Regions from separate parts of the Zea mays genome. Here region 1 is linked to region 2. A link is a contact called in public Hi-C data. All regions are on one chromosome and are shown on one strand. Each heading gives the region's core, a stretch centred on a gene start, on an enhancer-like site or on the middle of the called end of the contact. The rest is flanking DNA. Distances are from core to core; before and after follow the strand shown. Region 1 has its middle 67 kb from the start of LOC100194330. Region 2 holds the start of LOC100284692 (HD domain containing protein).

What was found. A called contact is a pair of places that touch in the nucleus more often than the background predicts.
Region 1: a contact with region 2 is called in a Hi-C map of leaf, with 2.7 times the contacts expected there. The contact joins the enhancer-like site here to the promoter of LOC100284692 in region 2. A contact is called at or near these places in 4 of 25 Hi-C or Micro-C datasets (all in leaf).

The regions. Positions count from the first base shown.
Region 1 is chr3:220,814,278-220,818,055 of Zm-B73-REFERENCE-NAM-5.0, forward strand. No RefSeq gene overlaps it. Among protein-coding and RNA genes, the nearest start is that of LOC100194330, 67 kb to the left of the region's middle. Within about 2 kb of position 1,339, at least 9 of the 20 cell types and tissues checked have an H3K27ac peak or open chromatin away from gene starts, as enhancers often do. A contact at or near this core is called in leaf, where this site is marked.
Region 2 is chr3:220,740,663-220,744,875 of Zm-B73-REFERENCE-NAM-5.0, forward strand. LOC100284692 (HD domain containing protein) reads right to left here and starts at 1,296. Exons shown (of 8, transcript NM_001157587.2): 1 at 858-1,296; 2 at 477-601; 3 at 336-373; 4 at 44-154. The coding sequence starts at 1,121. It overlaps LOC100194330 (putative protein kinase superfamily protein), which reads right to left. Exons shown (of 6, transcript NM_001359458.1): 5 at 4,148-4,213; 6 at 3,570-4,055. The coding sequence ends at 3,846.

The DNA.
Region 1 (3,778 bases), core at 89-2,588, 74 kb after region 2:
GGGGCTTAGCCCGAGTCCGAGCCCTGGGTCGGGCGGAACTTCCTATGGCGCCTTTGGCAGGGCCTGGCTTCCTTTGCGTTAAATGCTCCTGCGACTTGGCCGGTCGGTGCGGCGATTTAGTCAGGGTTGCTTCTTAGCGAAGGCAAGGACTCGGGCAAGCCGGAGATGTGTCCGCCGTTGAAGGGGGGCCTCGGGCGAGACGGAAACCCCTCGGGGTCGGCTGCCCTTGCCCGAGGCTAGGCTCGGGCGAGGCGTGATCGAGTCGCTCGTATGGACTGATCCCTGACTTAATCGCACCCATCAGGCCTCTGCAGCTTTATGCTGATGGGGGTTACCAGCTGAGAATTAGGCGTCTTGAGGGTACCCCTAATTATGGTCCCCGACAACTATATTAATATATTAAATAAATTAATCCAATAGACATAGATTAACCCAATTAACATAGGATAAATAAATATCTAATTATAAAAGTATGAAACATGGTATAATCAATGTTGTTACTGCGTAGTAAATATTCATACGAGACTAACACAATTGGAACGTTTCAATTTAGAATTAAAATGGGGAAGTTACGAATTTCCAAAGTTTCTATGTATTTGATATATGATTAATTAGGAAATCAATTTTATTGTTGTTTTCATGACAAAACAGAGGTATTATATGATAAAAAATAATATTATAGAATTATAGAAATTGGAATGAACTCATTTGGATTTAATATGAAATTTCCATGAATTAAATGGGTTTCTGCAATTATTTTTAAACTAAAAATCAATTTTTAAACTCCTTTTCCCTATTTTCTTTATTTCCTGGACTGCGTCCCAAATTCCAGAAAGATCAGGGGCCAAGCTATAAATGTTTTTCTAGACTCAGTGAGCATACAGAGTGGACGGCGGGTTAAACACAAATAAAGTCTTAGTTGAAGTTGTACATAATTCAACATGAGTCATGTTGGCTAGAGGGTGGAAGGTTAGACATTCTATTTAATAGATCTAAGGTTTAATCCCTGAGTAGCACGATTTAATTTTTTTTTCTGCGCGTGGAACGGAGGAGAGCAGAACGGCAGAACACGGGGGAGGGCAGAACGGCATACTACTCTTACCTTCTTAATAAGTAGTATATAGATTAGAGAGTTATACATAAACATATGACTTTAAATGTTGCACTTTTCACTTGTAGACCACTGTGCACCCTTCTTTCACTTATAGAACCGAGAAAGGTTGTCTACCTCTGATCCTTGTCGTTGTCACATAATCAAAGACAAGTAAATATAAGGGACAAGTTTGCCCCTCCCTATCGAGGGCTCCACCCTATCCATAATGAGTCATCCTCTGTTCTTTTCCCGAGTCGATGAGTCGCCCTTCATGTTGCCTTGTTGTTGCGGCTGCTGGGAGCAGAAGGGGACTCCTAGCTTCCTTGCTTGGTCGTTGGTTCTTGATGTACATGCAGCTGGGAGTAGAAGATAGGGATGCTGCTGCTAGGAGTAGAAGAAGAGGATTGTTGTGATGTCCTGCTTCTGCTGGAGCAGAAGGGGGCTCCCAGCTGCCTTTCTTGCTCGTTGGTACCTACTACTGCTTCCTTGTGGTAGCTGTTGTTTCATAACCATATTGGACTCGTCCATTCAAACACAAGGGGAGTACTGTAGGGAGGAGAGCTAGGCAGGGACAGAGGACTAGCGTTCGACAGTGACTAGCCATCTACATCGCTCGGCAGAGAGGAGAGCTGCACAGGGATAGAGAACCAACGCTCGACAGTGAATAACCCTCGGTGTTGCTTAGTAGAGAGAGCTAGGCGGGGACAGAGGATGCCTCGGTGCCTCGGTGGCATTGGTTACTTGGTTAGTGAGCAGTGCACAGCGTCGCTTGGCAGGGAGGGGAGCACTACAGGGAGGAGAGCTCGGAAGTGGGTAGCGCTCAGCAGCACTCAACATTGAGCAGACCAAGTCTAGAACACTCGGGAGTACTGCCAAACTGAGGAAATGGAGGAGGTGCGGTAAGGTCAAAAGGACTTAGTGGTTACTCATGTTTGGCTTGTTAGCTGACAACCATATGTTTTGATTTTAGATAGCCTTTCTCGGTTCTATAAGTGAAAGAAGCGCGCACAGTGGTCTATAAGTAAAAAGTGCAACATTCAGAGTGCTAAGTTTGTAAATAACTCGTCAGCAGATTGCCCACCAAGCTCTATGGATGAACAACCAGCTACGGTCTTCGTTAGACCTAAGTACCTAACGATGTTGAGATAAGTAAGGTTTATCGAGCCATTGGATCATGTTTAGCTAGACTTCATGTTTGGCCAGTGGTCCAAGTACGGTTTATTGGGCTACTTTTTGTGTTGGGCTGAATTGAAAAGCATAGCTAAAATGTTGTGTTGTGTCAAATAAAATCTCACATACATAAAAGACCACAAGTTCACTATCAGTTATATATCACAAGTTACTTACATTTAAGATCATAAATTTACAAGTTACTAAACTCATTCACGAACCACAAGTTACTAAAACTAAAAGAACCTAAATGAAGTTTAGGATTATCACATTTTGAGTTGCTTGTGCAATGCTACTTCATTAAAAACCTTTTAGGTAAAACTCCCACGGTCCCACCTCATGTGAAACCTAGGAGAAAAGAGTACAACTAGCTCATTTTCAAATCCAAATGTTCAAAGTTATTAAAAACCATAGTTTCGAATCTCATCACAGGCTCACACTCACTCTAACTCACAGTCAGATTCACACTCACTCTAACACATAAACTCATGCAGAAGCACCAATAAAAACACTCACTCATACTCATGTAGAAGCTCCAACACTCACTCTAACTCACAATAAGTTCTTCAAGGAGTCTTCTAACTCCTTGTCCTACACAACATATTGTGTGCTTTGTTGGTCTAACTCACAATCCTTGATGCAGATCAACATCTCCACCATCTCTGGGTTCAAGCGTCATTGCCGCTCATCAAGGGTCTTGCCAAAAAAGACTAAAGCAAGACTCTAAAGTAGTTGAGATAGAAATTAACATAATCTCCTTGACCATTATAGAGAGAACTAGATAGGTTAGTTTATGCTTATGCCACCATTTAAGGATATCAATGCCATGCTCATAGGCCACAATATTGTCATTGTCAAGGTAAACTGTGAGCTCACATATACCAGTTCTAGGTCTAGGAGTCATACATCTGTTGGATGAAGTAGTGACAATTGAAGGACTAGATATCTCTAACCCCGATCCTCCAAAGTCTTACACCAAGCTTGTTTTCTTCTTACCGCCTAGTCCTAACGGATGTCTAGTTCTAGTTGGCCTAGCTGCACCGGACTATGATTCATACTTGTTATATAGCTTATACAACTTAGACTTAACATCAACAAAGTAGTTAGTGTAACTCAGATTTTTTGACTGTCAATTTTTTTGACTGAGCTTGCAGTTCTAGTGCATTATACAAACCTCTCATTTCATATATATGGTCCACAACACATGCAAATGAATACATCGTGTGTGTAGTCTTCCAGTACTTGAAAAGTTATATATCATTGGCACTGCAACACTTATAAGTTGGTTATCATGTTTATGCTCGTGCAAATGGCTAGCAATCTAAATAATATGATGCAATATCAAAGAACTTATGGGTAAATACACACTATATAGAACAACAATTGCATCACGGAACAATGCATGAAACTCCAAAACCTTCTCGGCAACATACCAATGTTGTCCATTCAAAAGTGGAGAGCCATAGTGAGTGTTTATGAACACGAAAAAGACACTCATATATGGCAAGAGGTGAT
Region 2 (4,213 bases), core at 46-2,545:
TTTCTACATGATCTGACATTTAAGATAGAAAATGTGCACCCACCAGCTGGCCCACCACCAAGAACTTGGCACATTTCATCTAGTGCTGCTTGTTCGCGCCGGCTTTTTTCAGCCTTAGGTATACCATCCGATGGGGTAATGTCACCAACAATAGCTATTAAACAAAGAATTTTAAATATTTGACTAATTTACTAAAGGGATTTGTGGATGAAATAAGCATTTAAGCTAATAAAGTATTCGCAGGTGAAGTGTAGTTTTCATGATCAGATAAGTGCATTGGACATACAAGACACCAACAATTTGTGTACTGCATGGCACACATGACCTTGACCTACCTTCTGCAATGTCATGCACAATAGCAATTTTGATACACCTGATTAAAGAATGATGGTCAACACCAAGCAGAAAACTAAGATATGACAAAGGCTAAAGCATAACGAAACAATAAAGCGAAAGATTAATTTGAAGAGATGGACCTTTCTCGATCCACAGCAGGCAGATCACCAGCAATCAGAGCCATCAAGGCCATTCGGTACATGTGATCAGCAATGGACTCAGGGCCCTTGATGCTATGGTTTATCCATCCTTTCCTTTTGGTGGTCTAAAGAATAAACAAAAGGAATAGGCACCAGAATCATGTGATATGATGGACCTAAGCATCAAAGAAATTAGGGGCATGAATGAATTGATCCAAATCATTGCACATGCACAAGGCGGTGCAGCCACTTTTACTTTCTGTGTGCACTTTAGAATTTCTTACAAATATTGTGAGCATCTCCGGTGTGACCCTAGCGGCCTTGGAACAACATATCAGGGGACGACTGATTAGTACGAGCATGATTAGTAGTATCTTGTACCTTGAGGCGGTGACACAGGGTGAGGAAATCGATGGCCGAGGCGGCCGACGACGGCACTGAGGTCGGTGCCACGGTCGCGGCGTCCTCCGGCGGTGGCGGCCGCCTGGGAACGGGCGATCCGCCAGGTACAGGTCCCCCAGAGACGGCGGTGACGACCAGGGCGAGGCGGCGCGGCGTGCGCTCGACGGGGAGGATGCGCTGCGGGGTGCGGCGCAGGAGGCCACGCGCCGCGGGTTGGGAGGGAAACCGCGAGCTCACCGCCATGGTGAGAGCTCCGGTAGACGGTGAGAGCTAGGCTCTGGATCGGAAAGGTCAGAGATCAACGGCGGCGGCTCTGCGCCTCTCTTTGCTTTTGGGGAACAGGCGGACACCAGACGGCGGACAGGCTGGGTGGGCAGGAGCGCGAGAGGCGAGGTGGGACCGTGGGAGTGGGATCGGGTCGGACGCCAGTCTCTGCAGCTTGCACACAGCATCTCTTTTCTCTTGTGAGCATCCGACCGTCGGAACGACCGTACTACCAAACACAGATGAACGACGCCGGCCGGGCTGTGCTAGAGATGGCCAAACGGGCCGCCCGGCCCGGCCCGGCCCGGGCCCGGTGAAACCCGGCCAAAAACCGGGCTGGGTCTGCTGAGCCAGCGGGCTTAATTTTCTGTCCAAGCCCGGCCCGCAGCGGGCCTAAACGGGCCGGGCCGGCCCGTTTAGCACGAAAAAACGGGCCAAAAAAACGGGTTAAACGGGCCGGTAAGCACGTTTTAGTGTAAAAAACGGGCTTGACGGGCTTAGAGGTAAACGGGTCGTGCCGGGCTAGCCCGCCGTGCCTAGTTTCTTGTCAAAGCCCGCCCGCTTATTCTACCGTGTCGGGCTCGGACCGGGCCCAAAAAGCGGGCTTCATGCCGGGCTCATGGGCCTCGTGCTTTTTGGCCATCTATAGTGCTGACTGACTACTGTAACAATATTTATTAAAAAAGCTATAGTTTTACAATATTATAGTTTACTATTGTCATAATAATATCGTAGTTTTGGCAACTCAAAAAACATTGTTTAATATAATATTGTAAACTATGATATTAAACAAAGAAAGCAATGCCATGGAATTTTTTGGACCGGAGTTTCCAATAACTAAAAATATCTTGGTATCTAAAATATCATGTATTTGCAAAACATGTTTTTATGAACATAACCAAATAGCTTATGACATAAAATATTACGATATTACTCAAAACATAGTATTGCATAAAAAATCTAGAAATACTTCACTCCATAGGTCCTAGAAGATTTCAGTCACATGATTGGTGCATAAAAAATGTTTAGTAGTATAAATTCACGTATAGTTCTATCAATTCATATTTATTTGTATAAATTCATGTTTAATTGTATAAATTCGTGTATAATTCTATAAATTCATATTTATTCGTATAAATTTTTAATTCTATGAATTCATATTTATTTGTATCAATCCATGTTTAATTCTATACATTAACGTATAATTTCATAAATTTATGTTTATTTGTATAAATTCATGTATAGTTCTATAAATACGTGTTTGTTTGTATAAATTTATGTTTAATTATATACATTTATGTTTAATTAAATAAATCCATGTTTTTTAAAAATATGTTTTTATAATTTATGTTTGATTCTAAAATTCATGATGTGTATTGCTACGGTTTCCATGTTCTGCGGTTTCTATATATCACATATTCTAAAAAATATGTGTTCTATTGGTTAGCAGGTTAGGTGAGTGTGAACGTGAAGGCGTGAAGCTAACAACCAAGGTTTAAATCCTCGTTTGCGCATAAGTTTATCCTATTTTTTTGCATAAAATGGGAAGAGAAGAGGTAATACACGGCGACGGTCAAACCGCGGAGATTTGAACAACAGCATAAGTAGGGCGGTCTGAACTAAGCTTCAGTAAATCCAAACTTCTGACATTTTTGCATGTTACTAGGCACTTGTCTGAACTAAGCTCATAACTTTGAACAAACCCATCATTATGGAGAGCTAATTTTCTACTTTTTCTGTAGAAACAATTTGTCTCGTTGTGCTTTCTGGGCTGATCCCGTACTCCATTTCACATCGATAACGCGCCCTCTTCCACCTATAGGTAGTTTGAGAGAAGTTTCTTTTGAAGTGGATACCTCAAGACCAAAAATAGCCCGTAATAATCCAGCTTCCGCGATATAGGACGATTCGCTCGCTATCTAAGGCGTTAATTTACCTACTAAAATATTGCCAGTTTCTACCCAGGATCCCAACCTTACAACTCCATTTCTGTCCAAATTGCAAAGTAAATGTTCTTCTAGATGTGGTATTTGTTTAGTGATTTTTCAGCGGAGCCTTGGCTTGTCGTACCCGTATGAATTTCATATTTTCGGATGTGAAAAGAAGTATAAATATCCTCATATACCAAACATTCACTAATTAGTACCGCGTCTTCAAAATTGTAACCCTCCCAGGGCATATAAGCTACTAAAACGTTTTTTCCTAAAGCAAGTTTCCCGCCAACTGTAGCTGCTCCCTCCGCTAAAATTTACCTTTTTTAATGGATTTACCCCGCGGAACCCGAGGTTTTTGGTGCATAGTAGAGATTTAGCACACAATAATAACAGCAAAAGTTTACCTTCGCTCTAAAACCCCCCCGATATCCTGACGGTTCACGTGTAATTTAATAATTAACATTATGTAAATAGATGGTTAATCCAATACGTAGTACATAACCTTGCTTCATGTCACGCCCACGAATTTAACGATGTGAGCAAACGGCAACAGCAACTCCGTCCACACCTTAACTTACAGCAAGCATTATAACTCGAAGCGAGCATACAAGCACACCAATCGTCAACCACCCCGCCCCATCCATTTACACCCATGGCAAGCAATGATAAGCTTCTCCATTATATAGCCACTTCTGCGATTAGATTACACTGAGTTGTAGTGTAGAGACCAATATCATCATTTCACCGGGTATAAATAAACAACCCTGCGTTAGGGACCTCGGTACTGGCGGAAGCACGAGAGGCAGCCCTGCGTCTGGTCCTTAGGGATCATGCCGCCACCCTTGGACGTGTCGATCGCCTCCAGCATGGACACCACCTCCGCCATCTCGGGACGCTTGTCCGGGTTCGCGTCCCAGCATCGCTTCATCACATTCGCTAGCGAGCTCGGGCAGCAGCGCGGTATCTCAGGCCTCAGATTCTGTGCAAATTTTTCATTTCACCTCAGGCTTCCAGTGACAAACATGGCAGCGAGGAACGCCGAACGAGAAAGAGGCATGTCTTTATTTTCACCTGGCGAACGACGGCAGAGGTGACCTCAGAAAAACTGAGATCAGGGTACGGCATGTCACAGCAGTA